3 separate regions of the Pan troglodytes genome follow, and regions 1 and 3 are each linked to region 2. A link is a contact called in public HiChIP or PLAC-seq data. All regions are on one chromosome and are shown on one strand. The core of a region is the stretch at or near the end of the contact, and the rest is flanking DNA. Distances in the headings are between cores, read along the strand shown. Region 1 holds the start of SPA17 (sperm autoantigenic protein 17). Region 2 holds the start of ROBO3 (roundabout guidance receptor 3). Region 3 holds the start of TBRG1 (transforming growth factor beta regulator 1).

Evidence for each region. HiChIP or PLAC-seq counts read pairs in DNA pulled down with a chosen protein or histone mark.
Region 1: a contact with region 2 is called in an H3K4me3 HiChIP or PLAC-seq map of stem cell-derived excitatory neurons, with 9 times the contacts expected there. The contact joins the promoter of SPA17 here to the promoter of ROBO3 in region 2. A contact is called at or near these places in 1 of 7 Hi-C or Micro-C datasets (stem cell-derived neural progenitor cells), 1 of 1 datasets of contacts at active chromatin or transcription factors (stem cell-derived excitatory neurons) and 1 of 1 other capture datasets (stem cell-derived neural stem cells).
Region 3: a contact with region 2 is called in an H3K4me3 HiChIP or PLAC-seq map of stem cell-derived excitatory neurons, with 6 times the contacts expected there. The contact joins the promoter of TBRG1 here to the promoter of ROBO3 in region 2. A contact is called at or near these places in 1 of 1 datasets of contacts at active chromatin or transcription factors (stem cell-derived excitatory neurons) and 1 of 1 other capture datasets (stem cell-derived neural stem cells).

The regions. Positions count from the first base shown.
Region 1 is chr9:126,616,815-126,620,452 of NHGRI_mPanTro3-v2.0_pri, reverse strand. It overlaps SPA17 (sperm autoantigenic protein 17), which reads right to left and starts at 1,576. Exons shown (of 5, transcript XM_003313397.4): 1 at 1,478-1,576; 2 at 2-182. The coding sequence starts at 155. It overlaps SIAE (sialic acid acetylesterase), which reads left to right and starts at 1,674. Exons shown (of 10, transcript XM_508836.6): 1 at 1,674-1,788. The coding sequence starts at 1,722.
Region 2 is chr9:126,807,401-126,811,206 of NHGRI_mPanTro3-v2.0_pri, reverse strand. ROBO3 (roundabout guidance receptor 3) reads right to left here and starts at 1,740. Exons shown (of 27, transcript XM_063784598.1): 1 at 1,430-1,740. The coding sequence starts at 1,589.
Region 3 is chr9:126,565,941-126,569,455 of NHGRI_mPanTro3-v2.0_pri, reverse strand. TBRG1 (transforming growth factor beta regulator 1) reads right to left here and starts at 1,568. Exons shown (of 9, transcript XM_009424424.5): 1 at 1,165-1,568. The coding sequence starts at 1,314. LOC129136489 (a long non-coding RNA gene) reads left to right here and starts at 1,588. Exons shown (of 3, transcript XR_010147702.1): 1 at 1,588-3,515.

The DNA.
Region 1 (3,638 bases), core at 327-2,826, 190 kb after region 2:
CTCTCTCTTTTCTCTAGAAGGCTCTCAAAATAGGCTGCTGCAAAAGCTGGTATATTGTCCGGTTGCTCTCTCAGAATCTCGCGTGTCAGCCCTTCAAGAAGATTCCCAAATCCTTGTGGAATTCGGTAGTGGGTGTTGGAGAATGGAATCGACATCTTCTTGGTAAGAACTGCCTATGGAACCTAAAGATTCATTAAAGAGTGCTGTCTTTAAATTAGTCTGATTTTACTTATATAATCACAACTATGCCAACAAATTATTTCTGAGACTCATACATCTGGACTTGAATTCTTTTTTCCCTAACACAACCCAAGCCCATCCATTTCTTCCAAAGAGTTTTGAAATCTCCATTGTGAATTAGTATAATACAAACACAGACCCATTCACTAGGCCAAATCATTTAAAACCCTGCAAAAAACCCAAAATTTTCAATATGACTTTTTCTCTCTTTACCCTTTATATGCTCAAAAGGTAAGGGTAATTTTTGCTATCACACAGGAATTTAGAGAGAATGATTGCTAAAAAGTTAAATTGAATTCATTATCAATTGCTGAGAAGACCTTCTTTGAGGTCTATTTTTTTTTTTTAAAGAGTAGAAATTAGTCCTGGTTCTAGAAATTAATTTGTTGAATGAAGAAGTTGCACAATCTTTCCCTTTGCTGCCACTTCTGAAGCATGACCCACAATGCTTCGAACACCTTCGTACTGTGGAATGGGGTTGTGCGTGCGTGTGTGTGAGGGAGGGATGGGATGGGATGGGGCTGTGTGTCATGATTTTGAAATCCCAGCCTCTAAAGTTTTAGAATTCTTATATTTTTCGGTTTCTTCTTGATCAGGCTGTCTCTTTCTGTCTTGAAATACAAGGGCTAGATTAAGGGTAGCTGCTAAGCAGCGGGCTGAGCTACTGAGTATGAAAAGAATCCTCCGGGACCTGGCCTGTTAATGTGAGAGTGTGCGTCAATGCGGAATAGAGGCGGAGGCCGTGGTAGGGGTCCAGGTTGGGAGAACTGGACGGTTTAATGAGGCTCAGACTATGGAGGGTTCTCGTTTCATCGCTTTTTTTTTTTTTTCTTTGAGACGGGGTCTCTGGTCTCGAACTCCTGGGCTCCAGCGATGATCCCGCCTCAGCCTCCCGAGCAATTGGGATTACAGGCGCGCGCCACCACGCCTGACTCCTCTCTTTTGCTTTTTCTGAGGGAGCAGTAGATGGAGGTATCGAACCATTCTAGGGTGGTGAAAAGAGCTGGCGAGATTCTGAACCAATGTGGGCAGAGGAGGGCGGGCGGAGGGGGCACACGGGTCTAGTCGGGGGCGGGATGTTGAGGACCTGGGATTTCAGACTCGCGCAGAATGGGCTGCCTCGGCTCCCAAACGGCCCAGGGCTCCGAGGCTGCGTCTGGGATGCTGAGAGAATAAGAGAGACGAAGGGAAAAGGCTAGGTCTTGGTATCGGAGAGGAAGTGGGGAAGCGGCCTCACCTCCTTTCTCTCCGAGCTGGTGCCGCCGGTTCCGGTTGTTTTTCTCGTTGCTGGGTAACCGTTTTTTCTTTAAAAAAAAAAAAAAACTACGGCGGCCGAGAAGGGGCGAGCACAGCCCAGTCCTGAGGTCGCGGGAGGCTCCGAGGACTGCAAAAGGGTGGAGTCGGCCTCGCCCCCGCCCAGGCCCCGCCCCTGCCGGGAGCCCACTTTCCCAGTCCTGGGCGGCGGTCAGATCCTTGCAAGCATGGTCGCGCCGGGGCTTGTACTCGGGCTGGTGCTGCCATTAATCCTGTGGGCCGACAGAAGTGCAGGTGAGGCGGCCCGGCTCGGCCGGACCCCTGCCCCTCAGCCTGTGCGGGCTCCGAGACCCCGTGTCCTCTGCGGGACACGGATCCGCGCCCCTTTCTCAAGGTCGACGAAGGAACCTAGCTAGGCTAGCGGCTCGCGTCTCCGACCAAGGCCCGGTGTGCAGGAGTCTGCTGGGTTGAACCCCGGCCTCTCCACTTTCTCCACCCCCCACTTACCATCCCTGACATGCAGCCTGTGAGCAGGGAGAAAGTGCGGCTTGTCTGAGTGAGGAGGCCCAAATGTGCCCAGAAAGAGGCCTTCGGGGTCCTGGAGTAACTGCAGGGGAGCTCGGAGGGAAGGAGGCGAAGCTAGTTAGGTAATATTTGGAAACAGGTGACTGAATCTTCCAAAACATTTCAGCGCTACCCCCTCAGTGGTGCCCTTGGGGAGGGTTTGCTTCAGGCGGGGTTCCTTAGGGGAATTAAATTTTACTCGTTTAAGTGGTTATTAGGGCTAAGAAATACAACCCCCTCACTAGCTCTGACTATTTAAGGCTCAGTTTTGATTTCTGGTGCCGCTTACAGATATTGGTGGTGGGAAAATGTGAGTGGCATAGGGGAGGCTGGTGGCTCGCTTTGGCTGTTGCGCAGGTCAGATCTTGCCATTCGAATACCCTAGGCTGGACACTGGGTCACAGTATGGAAAAAGCAGAAGGTGCAATCTGTCTGATAATGCAAACTAAAGTGATAATGTTGGATTTCTTCCTTTCTTTTTCAAAACACTCAAAGAGTGGACCCCAGAGATCCCTGTTAAGAAATGATAGTTGGGGTAGGAGAACAGCGTGCAGAAAAATGACTCCTGCTCTACCTGAGAGCCGGAAAAGTACCTAGATTCAGACAAACTGCAGCCCATAAATGATTGTTCAGAGTCTAACAAAAGTGCAAAATGCTAGCACTCTGTATGCCATTTCCTGACTCTTATCTCCACTCAGTGACCTTTGAGATCCATCTTATGAGGTGGGGAAAAGATATTTTATTAGGTTTTCAGTTAAAGGCTGTTTATTTTAGTGTCAGTATTTTATCTCCTCCTTTGGGTCTTATTGTTACATCACCTTCATTAACATTGATCACATTTTTCATTCATTAGTACTCTACTTGGTTGCATATCCTGACGTTTTTCCTTTAAGTCATTCTCCCTGTGCCCATGTTTACCATGTAATGCTTGAGATGTACAAAATTATATGTAACAATGACACAATAAAATGAACACCCATGAGAGCAGCACCCAACTTAAGAACTAGAACATTGCCAGTCTATTGAGCCTGCCATTGTGCTCCTGGCCGATGCATCCGGAGCTCCTCACCAGAGGCAACCACTGTCCTCTCTTCCCCATAACACTAATTCCTGTTTTTCTACTCCAGCCCCAAATGAAGGAAAAAACTGAAGACCTAAAAAATCCAAATGTTGGCTCACACCTTTAATCCCAGCACTTTGGGAGGCTGAGGTGGGCGGATCACTTAGAGTCAGGAGTTCAAGACCAGCCTGGCCCACATGGCGAAACCCCGTCTCTACTAAAAATACAAAAAAATTGGCCGGGCACGGTGGCTCATGCTTGTAATCCCAGCACTTTGTGAGGCCAAGGTGGGCAGATCATGAGGTCAGGAGTTCGAGACCAGCCTGGCCAACGTAGTGAAACCCCATCTCTACTAAAGATATATATATAAAAAAAAATTAGCCAGGTGTGGTGGCACATGCCTGTAATCTCAGCTACTCGGGAGGCTGAGGCAGGAGAATCGCTTGAACCCCAGAGGCGGAAGTTGCAGTGAGCTGAGATCGCACCACTGCACTCCAGCCTGGGTGACAGAGCAAGACTC
Region 2 (3,806 bases), core at 491-2,990:
GGTATAGCTCTCAGGTGTAATGGAAATGGACTGATCTGTTATCGCTAGGTTTTGCTTCATGCTGCTTTTGTGACGATTAGGGCACTATTCACTCTATAAAGCATTTTCTCAGCGGCAAAATGTGTCTGTCAACACCTTCCTTGCATACCTCACTAAGTTTCGAGCTTAGATGAGACAAAGTATGGTGAAAACACTCTGTAAACGCGCTAGGTGAGCAGAAGCGGGACTCTGCGGGGTGCCAGCGAGAAGGGATCTGTGCTTAACCTCCTGGGAATCTAGGAGGGTCAAGAGGTTGGAGAATCGGGCTCCTCCCCCATCGTCTTTCTCCCCAATCCTTCTATACGGACCACACCCTTCTGGTCGGCCTTTTCCCCCTAATTCCTGTAGACACAGCTGCAGGCGCCCTTTCCCTGGAATTTCCCCCTCTACCCTTCCGGGTCTCAGGAGATGCTTCGACTGCAGCCTAATGAATAGCTAATGGCCATGCTAATGAGGCTCTGGGGCTCCTCCCTCAGCACCTGATGTGCCCCACACATAAACACACACATATTGCCAGGGTCTCCTTTCTCTCCACCTTCGAGTCTCCAGCACAGTGCTCGTCACTAGACTCGAGTGGGTCGAGGCAGAGGGACGGGGACCGCGTGCACCTGGAGGGAACCACACGCGAAAGCGCCCGGTAAAGCGGGGGTTCCCGATGCGGCAGGCAGGGGGCGGGCTCCGGCCTCCCCGCAGGCTGGCGGCGGCCGGCTCCCGCAGCTTCCCCGCGGCGCTAGGGGAGAGCGCGCTGTCCCAGTCATTTATTAATCACCGTAATTAGCGGTAACGACCTCGCCGCCAGCTCCGCCCGCCCGCCACAGCTCTGCCGGGGTGGGCCGGCTGAGAGTCCCGCAGCTGAAAGACAAACTTCTAAGTTTCCTTAAAATGATCGCCGCCCCTAACCCCTCCGTAGCAAACACATCCAGCATTTTGGCTTCCTCTGGTCCTAAGTGAGTTCTTGGGAAACTTCGGGGTTCTGAAGACCAGCTGCCTGGGTGGGTCACCGAGTGACCTGGCTTGGCCGAGGCCGGCGGGAGACTGTGCCCCCTCCTCTGCCCTCCCTGCGCTGGGCCCGGGCCTTTCTTAGCTCGGACTTCCCTGCCCGTTACCAGCAACGGTTCTTCTCACCTGGGGTGGGCGTTGTAGGGGAAGGGAAGGAGGTGTAAAAAGACTCAGTAGCCATCTTCTCCCAAGCCCTCGACCTCCCGCGGGTACCCCCACTCAGGTGCTCGAAGTTCCAAATTATCCCTTAGACCCCACGACCCAGGGAGGCGCTGGGAGGCGCCGCTCAATCCTGGACCTCGGGATAGGAGCGCTTCTCCTTCCCTTCCACGCCGCCCTCTCACCTCATCCCCATCCCAGGATCCCATATCCCCAAGAGGCAGGGTCTCACCGTTGAGAGAGGGATCGCCGGGAGGCAGCAGGGTGTGGTTAAGCGCCGCCAGCGAGGAGTTGAAGCCCAAGAGCAGCTCGCTGGAGTTGGAGATGTCCCCGGCCAGAGAGTCCGCGAACAAGTTCATCTGCAGCAGCGTTTTCAGCAGGTAGCGCAGCATGGCTCTACCCAGCTGGGATCGGGACTGGGGGCTGGTGGCCCAGCCCCTGGGTCTGAGACCCGTGGGCTGGGAGCCGTAAGCCCCTCCACAGCCTCTGCGCGCTGCGGCAGCCACGGTGCCGCTCTCCTGCCGGTGCGCCTGGGTACGGTCGGTGCCTCTTCGTGCCCTCCTCCTTCCCTCGTCCTTCTCTCCACCCCCTAGTGCCGGAGTCCCCTGGGAGCTGGGCAGGCGGAAAGCAGGTGCCATGCCGATCACGGCGTAATTAAGGGATTAATCCGCCTCCCTCCACCCTCCCACCCTTACCTCTACAGTCACTATCCGAGCAGGAGACACGAGTAGCGTAGCGCGCGAGTTGGAGTCCCCGCCCCGCACCCCAAGCCCAGAGTTCCGTTCTGGACGCGGCGAGAGATTTTCCCTTTCTCAAAGCACCCAAGACGAGGGACGAGGCTCTGTCGGACTCTGCCCTTCTGCCCAACTTCAGAACAGGAATCTGTCCTCTCTTTTCCCGAACCTTTTGGAAACTGAGGCAAAGCGCAAGCAGTGCTCCTTGCTGCCAAAGTTCTGGTTTCCATTCCCTCCCAAGTCTAGGGGTTTGGCGACGGAAGGGCAGGAGACTGGGGTGGTGGTTTGCAGCAAGAGTTGGGAGTAGGAAGAGAATTCCAAGACAGGTCCACCTCTCTGCCCTCTGGTCCTTTGGTCTGCAGCCGGGAGGCCAGAGGATGGAGCGGCGCGCCCTGACCCGGGAGTCCTGCTCCAAACGCCCTAATCTAGGAGTTCCTGTAGGAGACTGAAAGCCAGGGAAACCCAGGCAACTGTCATTTGTTTGAATCCTTTTACATTACCCTGCTTTGACATTTTTTATTAAATTGTTTTACGTTTTTGAGGAGACTGAAATGGAACCAAGGATTCTAGGACAAAAACAAAGATAATATTATTTTTGTAAAGGCATGTGGGATTGCTGCAAAATTAGTGCAAAGCTGTTCAAATCGGATAGCAGTCGTCCTTACTGGGGGGCGAGAAGAAAACCATGTGCCCCCACTCCCACCTCCCACTTCCAGTCGCGGTCTGCTTCTGACTTTTCTGGAGTTCTTTCTACCTGAAGACCCACCTCGACAAACTCACTTTCCTAGACAGGAGATGGCTTTGGGGTATCAGGGAAAGAGAGAGGCCGGGGCATTCCTAACCTGAGGTAAGGCCCTGCTGATTGAAGAGTCAGTGCCGGAGTTCTGGCTCAGCCGTCAGGTTCTGGGATGAGACAACCTTCATGGGGCGACTGCTTCTGACCCCAAAGGGGTCGAGATCAGAGGGGTGGGTGCTATACAGTCGCAGACTCGGGAGTAAGCAGAATCAAGAATTGAAATATTTCAGGCAGAGCTTGTTCATGGGAACCCGAGACATTGTCAAGGGGTAGGGGGCTTGTTCCAAGCCTCCTTCCTCAGTCCAGGCGCCTGGCTGTGAGCCTCCAACTATGGGTGCTTAGGTGCCTTCCAACCCTAGCAGTTCTGGGCGGGACGTAGAAAGGCTGGAAGCACTAGGTGTGGGGGAGGGGGTAGGTGGGAGTGGGGGTGGGGCCGGATGGACCCCCCACCCCACCGCCACGCAGCGCCCTGGGAGCTGTCCTTTTCAGCACCTCATCTGCCGGTGCCTGACTAGGGCGCTGGAGCCCCCAGGGAAGACATAAATCCGAGCAGACCCTGAGGCTGAGGACTGGGGTAGGTGGGAGACGGGCTAGAGACACATCCTTTCAAAAGCAAGAAGATAATAAGAGATTTGACGCCCCTCCCTTCCTCGCTCCAGGGTGGTATTCAGATAAGAGAGAAAGTAAGGGATGTATTTCCCACCCGAAATCTATCCTTCAGGAATGACCAACACAGAAGTGGGTTCTAATTCTACGTTTGCCAAGTACAAGACGTCACCGCTTTGGATCTCAGTTTTCCCATCTGTTAAGGAGGAATTGGAGTGCTTGATCTACTCTGACCCGTGAGATTCGAGGCTCCGGGGCCCTTTGCTCCGCCCCCTGCTGACCGCGGTCACCTGGGTTCCATCACAGCAGAGGCTGAACCGGGATAGAAACCCCACGTCCTGGCACCAGGCCCTGCTCTGGGGCGGAGGGGGCCAGAAACCCTCCCACCATGCGGCTCCTGCCCGGTCCTAATCCCCTGATTTGCTCCCGGCTGGCCTCTCCGCAAACACAGGGCCGGCCAGCGTCTAGGGGCT
Region 3 (3,515 bases), core at 319-2,818, 240 kb after region 2:
GTATTATCTTTTTTCTTTTTTCTTTTTTTTTTTTGTAAATGATGACTCAATCTATCTCCCAAGCACCAATCCTGAAGGGAATTCTGAATCTGAATGCCCCCATAGGTGGAACTTCAAACTCTCAATGTTCAAAACAACATCGCTTTTTCTTCACAAAATCTTCATTATGTATTTGATGGAACCAATATCCTTGAAATAACATAAATTCCAAGCTTTAGGTACCTTTGACGTATAGGGAATAAAAGAAAGGGAACAGTCAATCAGATGCTAAGTTCTCTTAGTTCTACTTTTCTTGTTTCTCTCCAGCGCAAATAGCAAGCAATGCACATAGCAAGTGCTGAATAAGTGTTTTTGGAACGTGTATTCTAATTTCTGAACCTTTCCTTCTGCTTCCAAAAATGCTGAGAGACGTTCAAGCTTTTGGTAGAGAGAAGAGATGAACTGTTGACTTGGATGTGGGGGGACATTTGAGGACTCCACCCCTATTTCCAAGCACTGAGGCAAGCCAAACTATTCTAATATAAAGTTATGGCTGGCAAGCTATATTAAGTTTATTCACTCAATAAATCCAGTGCTTCTACAATAAAAGAAAGGAAGAAACACTTGGAACACTCAAAGGTTAGAGGGGGGAAATTACTGAGAGTTTCATGTACCTCTTTGGGCAAAGGGTCAGTTATGGGGATTTGAGGTGCTCAGAAAATAGTCTGTGTACTGGAAGTCATAAAATGGAATCAGGGTTATCTAAGATGGAGTCAGGGCTCTGACACAGTACCCTTGGGCAAATCATCTCTCTGGGCTTCAGTGTTCTCATTTTACAAATAATGCCTAATTCTCAGGGCTGTATCTCGAGAATCAAACACATTTCCTAGAGTCCTGCAGTAATAACGATGACTAAAATTTATTGGTATGTCTTTTACGCACCAAGCACTTTTCTTTGCTCATTTAATATTCATTATTCTGCAAGACAGTTACTAGCTCATTTACAGATGAGGACACAGAGAAATTACGTAATTTGTCCAAGAACACAAGGCTAACAAGTAGTAACGTATACGGAAAAGCCAACACTGTATTAATACTGTCACACTGGGAAGGGGGAACAGCTTGGGGAAAGATTTTGTGAGGGAGTCTCCAGGAGGGGACCGGCTGAACGTGGGTCAGACTCACAAACACCGTGGCCTTGGCCGCTTTGCGCAGCCGCAGGTACTTCAGCCGGTACTTCTCATTCTGGCTCTTCTTCGGGAGCTTTTTCATCCTGGCCTTGCTGGACTGCAGCGGAGCCCGCGGCGAGGAGGCGAGGCCGTCCAGCAGGCTCATGGTCCAGCCCCGCTACGGGGGCCCCAGGACGCTGCCGGCATCGGATCCTAAGTCGGGGAGCGGGCGGGAGCGCTGGCTTTGTCTGTTCCGGGCTAGCGGAATCGGGCCTCTAGGAATCTAGCTCTCCGGGACGTTCCCAGGGCTGACCGCAGGGCCAGAGACACCCGCAACCGAACCGGCTCCCGGCGCCTCCCAGCACTTCCGTGTCTGCCTTGCAAGTAAGCCCTTCCCGGAAGTTACGTCCCGGTGTCGGCAGCGTGTAACTTCCGGGGCAGGGAGAGTAGGGTGGTCTGGGCGGTGCGATCCTGGGCACCGGGAGGAAAGAGACAGCTGGGGTCTAGCGCTGGATGAGGAGAGGAGGGAGGGCCGGCGACCGGAATCGGAATCCGGGCTTCGGGCATCTGTGTGCTTAGCTGAAGGGTACTATAGTTGAACTAACGAACTAACAAAAAGCTTACCAATGCGAGCTCTCATTCACGCTCCCCCGCTGGGCCACTGCGTTTTAACACGTTTTTCATGCTTCGTGCAGACGGGCTTTCCCAGAGACTGTAGGACAAAGTGAACCCAAGTGCTGGGACTCTGCTTCTTTCCCTGCTTCGTTCCTTTCTGCAGCTCACAGAAATGTGTTTGCAGGGCCTCCTAATGCTATCATCTTCCCAGGAGCTGGGAACACAGTAGTGAACAGGAAGAAAGGCCTTGGCTCTTTCTAGTAGGGAAGGTGAGAGATTTAACACGCAGTTTTAATACTAGCACTAAGTAGGCCCTCAGTAAATGTTTGTCTAGTGAAACCAGAAGTGTATTTCTGTACATAATATGTACATGTATATGGTTCTAACTTTACAACCAAGGTCTATTTAAAATTAGGGAGGATAGAAAAATCTTTAGGGTGCGGTATTGGTAAGTGACCCAGGCTGGATGGCAGAAGGCTTGCATCTTCTTCCAGCGATGCCAATAACTAGTTCAGTAACTCTCTAGTTTTTTCTCTCAAAAACAAATTTGCTGTTCTGCTGTATTTTGTCCTTGCAGGCTTTGGGGTCTGACTTTATTTGTATTATTTATTTTCATATACATGTATCACATCTAGGGGGAAGAAAAGTGCTATTCTTTGTCCTAGTTTGCAGGCTGTTTTGGCCAATGGACTTTAGTGGGATTTGCATGAAGATATTTTTTGTTTCTTCTTCATTGGAAACATTTCCTTACACTTACAAAACATTTCATTCGAACTTTAGAAATTTAGAAAATATAGTACAAGAAAGGTTTAAAAATCCATAATGCTACCACTTGGAATGAACTATTTTTACCATGTTAGTATATGTGTCTAATATTTTACGCATTTTTGTATAGGTTAGACAATACTGAAAATAAAGTTTTCTTTTTGTTCATTTACCATTGTATCATTTCAATTTCACAAATGTTAGTATAGCTTCTTTATAAGCATAATTTTAAGTGGCTGGTTAATATTCCAGTTATGGCTATATTATATTTTGCATAATTATTTCCATGTTCTTTGACTTTTTGGTCAATTCCATTAAAAGCATATCTTTGCGTCCAAAGCTTTTTCCATATAAGACTGTTCAGAGGCTGGATTTGTGTGCTCCACAAAGGTCATGCCACTGAGCAACTCATTCAGTCCTTATTTGTTTAGAAGAATATTTACCTAGTGCTTATTATGATACCACCTTTAAGAACCTTAATTTAAGAAGGAAAGACAGACAAGTAAATTGGCAATGTTAATATGGTATAATAAGTTTGTTTCAGAGGTAGGTTTTATTTTATTTGGCAGCACTCAGGGAAGGAGGGAGGAGATAGAAAAGGTTTCTTAAAGGAGATACATCTGGGCAGACTCTGAAGGAGAGGTAGTGGTTGGTTGGCCCAGTGAAGAACAAAGGGGGGCATGCTGGATGGTGGAGACAGCATATGCAAAGGCTCAGTATGGGAACTGCAAGTAGTTGATCAGTGTGAAAGATGTGTGTAGAGAGAAGCAAGAAGAGAGACTGAAGCAGTAAGTAGGGTTTTTTGGGTCATGAAAAGTCTTGTGTACCAACTGAAGAGTTGGACTTTGACCCAGTGACAATAGGAAACCATCTATCAGCTCTTTGCTTGTGTTAGGTAAACTTACCTGAATCTGTCAGAAGCAACATAACTTTTCTACTTAACTATACGAAGAAGGGTCTAAATGGCCTATGCAAAAATTCTCTAAA